Regions from separate parts of the Ovis aries genome. Here region 2 is linked to region 1. The links are chromatin contacts, called in public Hi-C maps. All regions are on one chromosome and are shown on one strand. The core of a region is the stretch at or near the end of the contact, and the rest is flanking DNA. Distances in the headings are between cores, read along the strand shown.

Region 1 (6,385 bases), core at 2,019-4,518:
AAAAGCAAGGTTCAGGAGGAAAGGCTTGTCTGAGGCCACATTTGATGTTAACTATGACCCAAGCAACACCTTATTGAATTCACCAGACATTCTATGCTTACTGAAATAAAAAAATTTGAATTTTTCTAAAAATACTCCACAAGGTACCATCATCTCCCCTGGCTCCCCCAACATGGGCCACAGCTCAAAGCTGCTGCTGGAAATCCAAGAGTGTAACAAACATTTATTCTAGAATGAAAATCATCACCTCCGGGTCAGTGTCCCACCAGCAACCCAGGTAAATGAAAAAAAAAAAAAAGAAGAAGGTTAAAGGAGAGAATGCATCTACAAAGAATTCAGGAAAAGAGGCAGCCTCCACCAGCAAAATCCAATACCAGCTCACCAAACACACACTTGGAATACCTCCCTAAATCCAGGCACCCCCCCTCACCCCCCAAGCAGTCTGGGAACTGATGCAGTTGCTGGAGGCAATGTCACCGTTCACTTTCAGATTCTCTCAGGATGTGCAAAGCATACAGAACCGCTGGGTAAGAGTACCAGGCATTTACTTCTGATGCCAGAGGGAACCTATGTCAGCAGTATTATTGATTTGAGTGTCAAGTATCACAAGTCCCAGCAGACCATGTGTGGTTACAAGTAAGTGTGGACCTTTTAATCGGAAGGTCTGGGGCCTTGGCCAGCTTCCAGCCAGAAATCTCCATTAGCACAGGGAGGGAGGCCTCAACTCAAGGACTTCCAAGGCCACTCAGGCAGAGGTGGGCAGCCGCCTCCTGGCCAGACCTCAGTTAGAGCAGGTAGAGCTGAAGATGACCACAGAACAGACCTCAGGGCTTAAGGACAGAGAATCAAGGACAGTTAGGGCAGCTTCATCCTCAGAGAGTTTAGGACAGAAGGAAATGAGTCTGTCCCTGGCCTGTACTGTGGCCTAGGGACTTTCCACGTAACACTGTATGATATTCATATTTTCACTTTACAGATAACCACACTGAGGCCCTGTAGCAATTAATTTATCTGTCAACCTGGCAAAGCCACAGTAACCAGCTGTTTGGTCAAACACCAGTCCAGGTGGCACTGTGAAGGAATTTTTTAGATGTGATTAACAGGTAACTCAGTAGACTCTGAATAGAGCAGCTTACCTGCCATAATATGGGTGGGCCTCAGTCAGTCAGCTGCAGGCCTTAAGAGGCAAGCCTGAAGCCCCACTGTGGAGAGGACTACACCTCTGGACTGCCCTGGTGCTCAGGACCACAACATCAACTCTCTCTGGCTCCCCAGCCTGCAGTCTGCCCAGCAGGTTTCAGACTGACCCGCCCCAACCATCAGGTGAGCCAGTTCCTTAAAATAAACCCTCAAGTCTGTATCTCATCCATATCTGTATCTCCACCCGCATCCTAGGCAGACACCGGTGGTCCAGTGAAGCAGAGCCCTCCACAGGCCCGCCGGCCCAGACTCGGCTACCTTTTTGCGCGGCCGGAGCTTGTCCCGCCATTCCTTCAGGTTCTGGTTATGGCTCTCGTCCAGGGCCTTCAGCTTCTGGGCTTCGTGCTCTATCAGGAGGTGACACTTTTCATTCTGGAACATATTCCAGGCAGGACAGGTAAGAGGGCTAAGACACACCATGAGGCACCAGCATCGTGCACTTAGGTCTTCTTGATTATAAGCCCCACTTATACAAAACTCTACACAGATGAATACAGATGCACCAAAAGGAGCCTGGAAGAATACTCCAGAATATTACCATTAATAGGTTTCATTGTGTAATAGGACCTCTAGCAGTTTCGCAGCTTTCTTTGTGCTTCCTGCATTGTTTGAATTTTTCAACATGAACAGATGTTGTTTTAACAAAACAATAAAACCATTAACAGTAAATATGTGCCCTAATTGTACCACACAGAGGCAAACACTACAGGATTTTAGATATATTTCCTGTCAGGCTCTGTCCTGTGTGTTGTTTGGCCCACCCTGTATATAAAATTCTGAAACCTGCCTTCCTGTTTACATTATAATGTAAACAGTTCTACAAAGAATTAACATTTTTTATAATCATGATGTTTAATTCCTACGGAGTATCTTACGGTATGGCTTTATCTAATTTAAACATTTCCGTATTTTTGGCCAGCTTGGGTTGCTCTTAATCTTCACTGTTACAAATAGCATTTTCTTAAACATCTGTGCTGTATACTGAATTGTTTCTCCCTAAAATTCATTATGTTGAATCTGTAATGTCCAGTGTGATGGTATTTGGAGATATGGGGCCTTTGGGAGAGAAGGAGTTTAGTGAGACCAGGAGGATTGGGCCCTCACGCCGGGGTGAGTCAGGAAGAAACCAGGGAGCTCACATGCTAGAGTGCTCCGTCCCTGTCTCCATCCCTCCGTTCCCCTCTCCTCTCTCCCCCCTTCTCTCTCCTGTCTCTCTGCCACGTGAGGACACAGCAAGAAGGCATCCACTCCCCTGGAACCCAACCATGCTGGCAAGGCTGATCTCTGGTTCCCAGGCTCCAAAACTGTCAGAAAATAAACTCCTGTTGTTTAAGCCAGCCGGTCTCTGGTGTTTTGTTATGGCAGCGTGAGATGAGATAATCTGTATGTATAAACATTTTGTATCTATGTAAGTTATATAATTTTCTGTGTCACATACCATCCCTCCAGGAGAGATCTGTGACAAGGGATAAGGGCCGTGGACCTGCCTGAGGCTTGCCAACATCACTGCTCTCTCTATGAGGCAAGTTATCTGCCTCACAAAACTGAACCTGGAGCCTCCCGCAGGGACAGCAGGGACAGTTCCCTGTTGGTTCCTCACAGAGAATCACTCCTGCAGCTTATCGTGCGTTTATAAAGCAGGGGGAAAGCGCCTTTATCCAGACACCTCCACCGTCCTGGACTGGGGGAGTAGAACTGCTTGGGGGACTTTTACCTGGGGTTTCAAGCTCAAGGGTTCTAGGAATTTAGAAACCGCCTTGGTTGGGAACAATACTCATGGCCGCCTTGAGAACTTCCGGCCTGCCCAGAGCTGGCTGCGAGCTCTCTACAGCTTCTCTCAGTTGGTCCTCACAGTAACCCCATGAGGCAGGGGTGGGAACATAAATACAGAAGGTGAGTGGGCTGGCTAAAGCTCACACAGCAACAAGCAGCAGAGCCCCTGCCTGCCAGGCTTCAACACCTGCGGTGTTTCCTCCACAGCCCTCTGCCCTTCGAGAAATTGCCGGGTGGATCTCACAGCCTCGAGAGTTTCCTGAGGTCACAGACGCGAGCGTCAGTGCATGTCAGGTAGAGCAATGCTTCGCTCCACCACAAGGGGGCTCCAACTACCAACTCCTCGGCAAGGGCCCTTAGGGTGAGGCAAACTCGATTGGGATTTGAGAAACTTAAAGAGGTCAAGGATCTCCCCAGGGAAGGGGGTCACACCAGCTTGGCAATATCGGGATTCCTTTTCCTGACTTTATGGGAAAATTTTGAGCTTCTTACCATCAAGAATAATGGTAGCTGTAGGTTTCTGTAGATACTCTTTATCAAGTTAAGGAAGTTCCCTTCTGCTAATTAACATAAGCAGGTGTCAGCCTCTGTCAAATGCGTTTTCTGTATCTACTGATGATATGAACATGTGATTTTTCTTCTTTAGCCTGCTGATGTCATGGATTACATTAACTCATTTTTGTATACTGCACCAACCCTGGGGGGTAAATCCCACCTGGTCATGGTATATACTTCATTTTATGTATTTTTAAATTCTGTTTGCTAACATTTCATCGGGGATTTGTGCATCTGTGCTCATGAGAGATACTGATCTGTAGTTTTCCTCCTTGTAATGTCTGGTTTTGGTATTAGGGTTATTGGAACACCTTTTCCAAAGACACAGGGATGACCAAGCAGGCCAGCATCATGCCCACTGCCAGGCCCTGGGCATAGCGCTCTTGGCTCAGCTCTGCCATCTCATTCACAAAGCCTCACTCCAGTTCTACAAATAGGAGTCATCACCCTTGCCCCACACCTATTTTAGAGATGTGGAAACTATGGCACGGGAGGGGGACATGATGTGACCGACATCACAGAGAACAGCAGGATGGAGACAGCTCCACCTGGAGCTCCCCTGTCTGTCGGGTCCCAAGACCCCCAGAGAACTGCGTGCCCCCGGGGAGATGGGGGCGAGCACGGCGGGGCAGGGGGCGGTACCTGCAGCTGCTGCAGCTCACTCATGTTGCTCTCACACTGGGCCAGCATGTCCCGCATCTGGTTCTCATGTTTCTGCTGCTGCTGCAGCCGCTCTGCCTTCTGCCTCTTCTCTTCCTGCTGGGAGAACTGCAACCGAGAACAAGCGAGGTCCCTCCCTCAGGGAGACGCCCCAAGGGGCCAGAGTGTACACAGGCAGTGTCCTGCGCCACTCAGGCAGGGTCCCTGTGCAAAGTCCTCCCAGCCCCGCCTTCAAGGAGCCCACAGACTGGCGGGGACACTGAGACGCGCTAGGACAGTGTGTGGAGGAGGCAGGAATCACAGGAGTCCAGGGTCACCGACTCCATGTGCCCGAGCCCCCTGGGTGACTTGTGAGTGGGGGTCTCAGTAGATGAAAAGGTGGAAGCAGCTGCAGGACGGAAGCCCAGGAGTGTGGCAGGGAGCGTGCATCAGAAAGCAGCGCCAAGCCTCCTTCCTGTCCACCAGAGGGCGTCAGCGTGAGGCTTCCATTCCACTCCTCTTTCCAAGACTCTGCTCCATCTCACACTCCCCTGAATGTGTAAGATTCAGGCCCCACCACACCTGGGTCGGGCCCCACTCCATGACACCCCAGGCCCCCGACCTGCTTGATCTTCTCGCGCTGCTCAGCGGCGCTGCCCCCTCCGTTGATGTGGAGGCTCTTCTTGTACATGGCCATGCGCGTCTTGCCCTCACTTCTCTGAATCTTGGGCAGCCGCGCCTTCTCCTGCTGCTGCCGCACCTTCAGCTGCTCAATCATGCGCTGGTTGTAGCGCTGCATCTGCTCGCGCTCCTGAGAGGGACACCCAGAGGGGACAAGGTCAGCTGCTTCACACACACAGGTGAAATCAGAGGTCAGGGCTGCCACGCGCCACTCAGGAGCCCAGGACCCGCGTGGTTCAGAATGCTCAGAACAAGGCTCGCATTACCATCAATAATGTTTTAGAGTCTTACCTTCTGAATGCCTTCTCATTTAACCAATTGGTAGCATGCTATCCTGAGCTATTATCTCAGAGCAAAATGTACATTAATGGGATGGTTCCTCATTATTGATAGGTGTCAATTCATATTTTTTAAAGTCTTGATAAATTTGAATATTTTCCTTCACCTAACACTTGTATTTCAAAACTTAGCACAGGCATCACTTCTTCTAAGAAGCCTCCCCTGACTTTCTAGCCAGGTAGGGCATGTTTATTCCAAACTGCCACAGCCTTGGGCTGACTTCCAACACTGTACTTAGGTTAGGAGTTGTAATAACCCACACCAGATCTCAGTTCAACCTGTCTCTGCCCCCACTAAAGGGACTGAACCAAGACAACTGCACAGAAGTAGAGTGCTCTAGCCACACAGAAGGGGCCCTTCTCTGGGCTGGGGAGGTTAGGGAAAGCTTCCTGGCAGAAGCAGTATTTAAGTTGAGACTTAAATGTATTTTGAAAGACTTCAGACAATAGTAGAAAGCTACAGTAATAAAAACTGTGTGGTACTGGGAAATCTATGGCAGTCCAGTGGTTAGGACTCCTGAGATTTCACTGCCAAGGGCCCAGTTTGATCCTTGGTCAGGAAACTAAGATCCCACAGGCTGTGAGATAAACAATAAAATAAATAAAAAGAAGTCTATCCAAAAAATAAAAAGGACAGTGTGGTATTGGTACAAAAACAGATATATGCATCAATGGAACAGACTAAAGCCCAGAAATAAACCTACACACCTACAATCTTCAACAATGCAAATCAAAACTACAATGAGGTACTACCTCACATTTGTCAGAATGGCCATCATTAAAATGTCTACAAATAACTAATGCTAGAGAGGGTGTGGAGGAAAGGGAACAGCCCTACACTGTCGGTGGGAATGTAAGTCAGTATAGCCACTATGGAGAACAGTATGGAAGTTCCTCAAAAAACTAAGAGCTACCATATGATCCATCAATCCCACTCTTCGGGAGACAAACTGTAATTCAAAAAGATACATGCACCCCTATGTTCACAGCAGCATTCTTTATAATAGTGAAGACACAGAAGCAACCTAAATGTCCACTGGCAGAGGAACGGATAAAGATGTGCACACGTATCCAGTGGACTACTACTCAGCCATAAAAACACGAAGTAATGCCTTTTGCAGCAGCATGGACAGACCTAGAGATGACCATACTAAGTGGAGAGACAAATAGCAAATGATATCACTTGCATGCGGAATCTA
Region 2 (6,385 bases), core at 1,717-4,216, 47 kb after region 1:
GTACAGTGTAGGGAATATAGTCAGTAACAATGTAATATCTTTGTGTGGCAATAGATGGTCTTATAGCAGTGATCATTTTATAATGTGTAGAGAAATCAACTTACTATGTTTTACACCAGGAATCAATATAGTGTTGTCAACAAACAAACAAACTCACATAAAAAGAGATCGGATCTATGGGGGGTGGGGGTTGGGGGAAGGAGAATTAGCTGAAATTAGTCAAAAGGTACAAACTTGCAGTTATAAGACAAATAAGTACTAGGAATGTACTTAAATATGTTTTAATATAATTAAGCACAGTAAATATATATAGAAATAAATATAACAGTACTATATGTTATATATGAGAGTTGTTAAGAGAGTACATCCTAAGAGTTCTCATCACAAGGAAAAAATTTTTTTCTTTTATTTTGTAACCACACAAATGGCTATTTGCTAAATTTATCGTGATAATCATTTCATGGTGTATGTAAGTCCAATCGTTATAATGTAACCTTAAACTGACATAGTGCTGAATGTCAGTTATATCTGAATAAAAATGTAGGGAAAATAAAATTTTAAAACACCATGTGTGCTAAGTTGCTTCAATAGTGTCCAACTCTGTGTGACTCTGTGGACTATAACCTGCCAGGCTCCTCTGTCCATGGGGTTCTCTAGGCAAGAATACTGGAGTGGGTTGCCATGCCCTCCTCCAGGGGATCTTCCCAACCCAGGGATCAAACCCACACTTCTTCTGTCTCCTGCATCGGCAGGCAGGCTCTTTACCACCAGTGCCACCCGGGAAGTCTAAAACAACAAATATTGAAATATTCAATGTTTAATAGAATAGGAAACTATTTTATTGGTTATTTATATAGGCTCAACAGGGAAGGGAGAGGATCCTTATCTGAATATACTGCATGGTTGGAATTAGGCCCTACCTCCCCGCAAAAGAGCAGAGCTGCAGCCTGAATTACTGGAGGAGATGTACTAGCTTGCTTAAACGGTTGTCCATGGACAGAGAGACAAGGTTTCTCCCACTTTTCTGAAGTTTGCCATGACGAAAGCATTTGACTTTCAGGACTAACAAAATAAATTAATACAATTTCTCTTTACACACATCCATCACCACCACCCATTGCTAAGGGGAGAGGCCAGCACCACAAAGAGGAACTTTCTCCAGTGCTCCAGCCTTCCGGTGCCAAGTTCCACCTCGATTAAAAGCTGAACTCGGGAGGAAGCAAGACACTGAGAGACCACTGGAGTGGCAACAGCCAGCTGCCCTGAGAGCCACCACCTGGGTCTGGAGGCCATGCTCGGCCGTTTCACTCAGACTCACAATTTCAAACCAGGAGCGGGCACGGCGTGGAGCGACAGGCCTGAACCCTAGAGCACGGGGCTCCAGTTTCGCCCCTTCTGTGTCGCTGGGTTCTTTCACCTGTGCATTTAAGTTCCATCTGGAACCACCCGCGAGCTGGAGCAGAGAATACAGCGGGGAGAAAGCAAACCAAGTCCGTGCCCTCTGGCAACTCGAACTTCAGTGGTGGAGGCAGCCAGCCATCCCATGAACACCAGCTGTGTCTGTTCACAATCGTGTGACGTGATGGGGAGACGGGGGTGCGGGGCTCAAGAGACAAGGAAGGGGGGGCCTGGGGGAAGTCCAGCTAAGGAAGAAGCCAGAAAACTATTCGGTCTGGCCATCTTACACGCTTACGCGTCCTACAAAAAGCGGAACATTCCAGCAGTGCTGCCATGAGACGTTACATCTTACTGTTGATGTGTGCGCTCTGGTATACAGATGTCACTGTTGTCACAGCGCTACAGTGAAACACACAAATAAAAACTCAAATTCATAAAAATTTTTTTCATTTCCAGGCAATTCATTCATTCAACAAATACTAACTGAACATCTATTATGTGCCAGGCACTGTTCTAGGCACAGAGAGGAAACAAAACCTTCACCCTCACTGGCCTGTTTCTCTAGTGGTGGAAACAGGCCCTCCACACCAGGGGACTCCTGGCAATGAGAAGGGCCATGCAGGGATAAGGCAGAGACAGGACTGGTGAGTGTGCGGCTAGTTTAGACAGGAGGTCAAGGGCTAGGGGACCATATTTCCAGGCAGAGGAAACAAGCTGGCTGGAGGGCCCAGGAGGGGCAGAGCAGCATGTTTGGAAGGGGTGGTCTTAGATAAGGGGAGAGACAGGCAGGGGCCGGGACAGTTACCAAGCCTCTGAGCCTCCGTGTCCCCCCCACCAGTGACACAGGGCAAGACTGTAGCCCTCACTTTGCAGGGCTGCCGTGAGGATGAAACGGCTCACCTAAGGCACTCAGCTCCAAGCCCAGCTCGCGGTAAGTGCTCCATAATGTATTCCATGGGGTACTTGAGCTGTACTCCCGAGAGTCTGAGGCGGGGATGAGGCCAAGGCTATACTGAGACCTCCTCCTGGGAATGGTCAGGACTGCTGGCCTCTGAGCCTTAGTTAGCGCTAACCGGACAAGAGCTACTCGGTCAGCTGAGGGAAGTGCTCACGGGACAGGCTGGCTACTGGGGCTGGAGAGCTGCTGCTTTTCAGGGTGGGAGCAGCAGCAGCTACAGGGTGAGATGCAAAACCCAGGAAACCGAGGTGAAGGGCCAGCTCTGCCCTGTTGGCCTGGACACGTCACCACCCCTCTGGACTCAGGGGTGAGGACAGGCACCCACGTGGGCCTGGCTCCGCATATAAACACCAACAACGGCTGACATGCCATCCCAGGACACCTTTGGGGAAGAGGGACTGCCTCTCAGACCCAGGGTGAGGCTTCCAGGAGGGACACTGGAGCTGGCCACTCCCATATCTCAGCACCCACTGGTCCCTTCCAAAGAAGGGGGTGGAAAAGCAGAAACCACTGACTTTCAAAATGACACACAGTTGGTCCCCAGGGTCCTCCCTAAAACAAGCGCCTGCCAGCTTCTTGGGTGGTTGCTACTTCCCCTTCTGGGGCCCAGCCGGGGCGGGGGCGGCCCCTCCCTGAAGCCCAGGAACCTCGGGCTGTCCCTGAGCCAAGGCAGGGGTAGGGGTGGCCCCATCTGTTTGCTCCCTGAATGGAATTTATAAGCCATGTCCCCTGACAGGTAGACAGCTGCCCTCGAACAGTTCAAAGGGGATTTTCACCAGGCAGTCTCTGTGGTTGAAAACATTCCTCTCTCCCCTTCTCCTATTTTAAAACCAGAATCAGAGACAAAGCAGCAGGCACGTGGGGACTCTATAAACTATCACTTCCATAAGGAAAGAGGCCATTTCTGCTTTGTCCACAGCTGTACCTGATGCCACATCTGCCACGCGAAACACTCAACAGGGCTATCAAATGAACAACAAGGTAAATGAAGAAACAGAAAAAAAAACGACAAAACTGGGCCTTAAGACATGTGTTTTCGGGCCTTCCCCACCAGTCCAGGGGTGAAGACTCCATGCTCCCTGTATGCTGCAGCCAAAAACAACGGAAAAAGAAACACGTTTGACGACAACTCTACTTCTGGAAGTAAACTCCCAAACCAGACTTCAAATACACATGGAAGCTTCGAAAGCATTATTCAAAAGAGCGAGACACTGGAAATGACCCGAGCTGCTGCTGAAACCTGACTGGCGGATAGTTCGGGAAATCGAGGCTCTCAGACCACGGGCGGAGGAGCCTGGTGGGCTGCAGTCCATGGGGTCACACAGAGTCGGACATGACTAAGCGACTTCACTTTCACTTTTCACTTTCATTCACTGAAGAAGGAAATGGCAACCCACTCCAGTGTTCTTGCCTGGAGAGTCCCAGGGATGGGGGAGCCTGGTGGGCTGCCGTCTATGGGGCTGCACAGAGTCGGACACGACTGAAGTGACTTAGCAGCAGCAGCAGCAGACCATGAAATCACACAGTTCGTAAAAAGGATGAGCGTGCCTTTGTGCTACTTTGGAAGCTGGTCCATAACATGCTATTCCCTCCATGGTGCCGACAGCCCAATGCACAGTGTGAAGTGGACAGTGTGGATTCCAGTTACATCTTAAGAAGAACGGCGCGTGCACACTGTGAACACACAGACGTCCATAAACACGGAAAACGGACTGGAGGCCATCAAACCTAGTCGTGACCACCTGCCCGGAAGTGGGACTTTGGTGGGGGCAGTGTACTGGGGCGGCCTCACATTTTTTACTGTGTACACTTCATAGACAGTATGCATTGCTTTTATGGTTGGAAAAGCTGAAATACATGTGGTAAGTTGGGGGGGCTTGTTTTTGTTTTTAAGTAAAACCCAGTGGGGGCCAGGATGCGGTGAAAGAACTTCACACTCTGCTGGGGGTGTGAACTGGCGCATCCAGCATGAAGGGCACTCTGGCCTCAGGTATCAACACCGCCTGACACACTGCACACACCCAACAGCCCTGCTTCTGAGCAGCCCTCTAAGCGGTGCGCTTACAGCCTGAGAGTCACAGACACGTACACAGGCACGCCCATCACCACACTGCTCAGGGTCGTGCGAGAAACCTCACGGGATGCCTGAATAGCCAACTTTGGGGGATTCATAAGTTAATCATGGTTTGCACAGCAATGGGATGAAAGAAAAACGTGAAGTAACCATCTTTCTAAGGAATATCTAACGATTTGAGGGGTTATCTGACATTATTCAATTTTTTTAAAAAGCTGACTGGAAAATATATATTATATACATATGTATATATACCATGATCACACTTAAAAAAAAAAAACTACCTGTTGATCTAATAAAAACTACTATTTACTGACAACTTACTGGGTGTGCAGCACTAGCCAAAGAGGCTTATGCGTATCATTTACCTTGCTCTTACCTTATCATTTATCAGCATATATGTTACTATATATTTATCATCTGTATCTGTGACCCTTTGGGGCAGGGGAAATTATCATCCTCATTTTACAGGTGAGGACAATGAAGTTTAGAGAGATTCAGTAACTGGCGGATGGCCGCCCAGCTTAAGGACAGATGTGTCACTGAGTCTGTGTCCCTTACCACTCTCCGGTCCCACCTTTCTGAGCACAGAAAAAAGACGGAAGGAAGCTGACAGTCGCACATTCCGGCAAGATCAGAAGGGACTTTAATTTCCTTCTTTGTGGGTCTTATTCCTAATTGGCTATAGGACTGTATCTACCTACATCAGTTTAGTTCAGTTCAGTCGCTCAGTCGTGTCCGACGCTTTGTGACCCCATGAATCGCAGCACGCCAGGCCTCCCTGTCCATCACCAGCTCCCGGGGTTCACTCAGACTCACGTCCATCGAGTCATATAGTCATTCATAAATATATTTACTTATTACCAGGGCAAGGTTGACTATCAAAGATTCAGACATTTACAGAATAAAAAATGTCCATAATCCTGGCAGTGATAAACACTCACGAAATTGTTGCATCTAGCTCTAGACTTATTGATATAAATAAAAATCACGTATGTAAATAAAATCATAAAAAATTATGTGTGTGTGTGTGTACACACACACATGCACACACACGCACACACGCACACACACACGCTGCTGTATAGTCGCTTCAGTCCTGTCTGACTCTTTGCAGTCCTATGGACTGTAGCCCACCAGGCTCCTCTGTTCATGGAATTCTCCAGGCAAGAATACTAGAGTGGGTTGCCATGCCCTCCTCCAGAGGATCTTCCCAACTCAGGGATTGGACCTGGGTCTCCTGCATCCCACTGAGCTACCAGGGAAGCCCTTACATATATGTGTATGTATATATACACACACATTGGAGAAGGAAATGGCAACCCGCTCCAGTATTCTTGCCTGGAGAATCCCATGGACAGAGGAGCCTGGTGGGCTGCAGTCCTTGGGGTCGCAGAGAGTCGTACACAACTGAGTAAGCACATATATAGACATATATAAAATGTTCAGGTATTTGCTGCTTTTAAAAGAACAAAATCGGATTAAACATACTATTTTACAACTTGTTTTTTCCCTTTCACAGTATGTACATACATCTTAACAAAAGACTATCATTTTCTACAACTTCATTTTCTATAACTGAAAAAGATTCTACTGTATGACATACCATAACTTACTCAAGTAATCCTCTACCGGAGTAAACTGGACCATGTCTGATTTCTTGCTGTTACTGATATTGCTGCAGTGAAAAGCACTGTACGTATCTTTCTATACATGTGTAAACAGCACACATAGCTTTTATAATCAGAAAACTACATAACAGTATAAATGCATTGCATATCACACTCTGTGCACACACAGAGAGGCAGTGAACAGCATGAAGTTATATAGGAGACTCTCTCATCTGTCCCCTTAACTGCAGGCGACCACAAGAATCCAATATAAGAGCAACTTTTTCCCAGACAACGCCAGGCCAGCTAGGGCCAACCGCTGCCCAGCAGTCCTCGTCTCCTGGA

What was found. A called contact is a pair of places that touch in the nucleus more often than the background predicts.
Region 2: a contact with region 1 is called in a Hi-C map of liver, with 1.7 times the contacts expected there. The contact joins two enhancer-like sites. A contact is called at or near these places in 3 of 16 Hi-C or Micro-C datasets (liver, mixed tissues and muscle).

What each region holds. Positions count from the first base shown.
Region 1 is chr16:4,018,538-4,024,922 of ARS-UI_Ramb_v3.0, forward strand. STK10 (serine/threonine kinase 10) reads right to left here. Exons shown (of 19, transcript XM_015101234.3): 16 at 4,790-4,978; 17 at 4,171-4,296; 18 at 1,459-1,572. LOC105602450 (a long non-coding RNA gene) reads left to right here. Exons shown (of 3, transcript XR_009596741.1): 3 at 1-2,537. Among named protein-coding and RNA genes, the nearest start is that of FBXW11, 45 kb to the left of the region's middle. Within about 2 kb of position 3,269, at least 11 of the 54 cell types and tissues checked have an H3K27ac peak or open chromatin away from gene starts, as enhancers often do. A contact at or near this core is called in liver, where this site is marked.
Region 2 is chr16:4,065,430-4,071,814 of ARS-UI_Ramb_v3.0, forward strand. All of the region lies in intron 4 of STK10 (serine/threonine kinase 10), which reads right to left. Among named protein-coding and RNA genes, the nearest start is that of STK10, 74 kb to the right of the region's middle. Within about 2 kb of position 2,967, at least 9 of the 54 cell types and tissues checked have an H3K27ac peak or open chromatin away from gene starts, as enhancers often do. A contact at or near this core is called in liver, where this site is marked.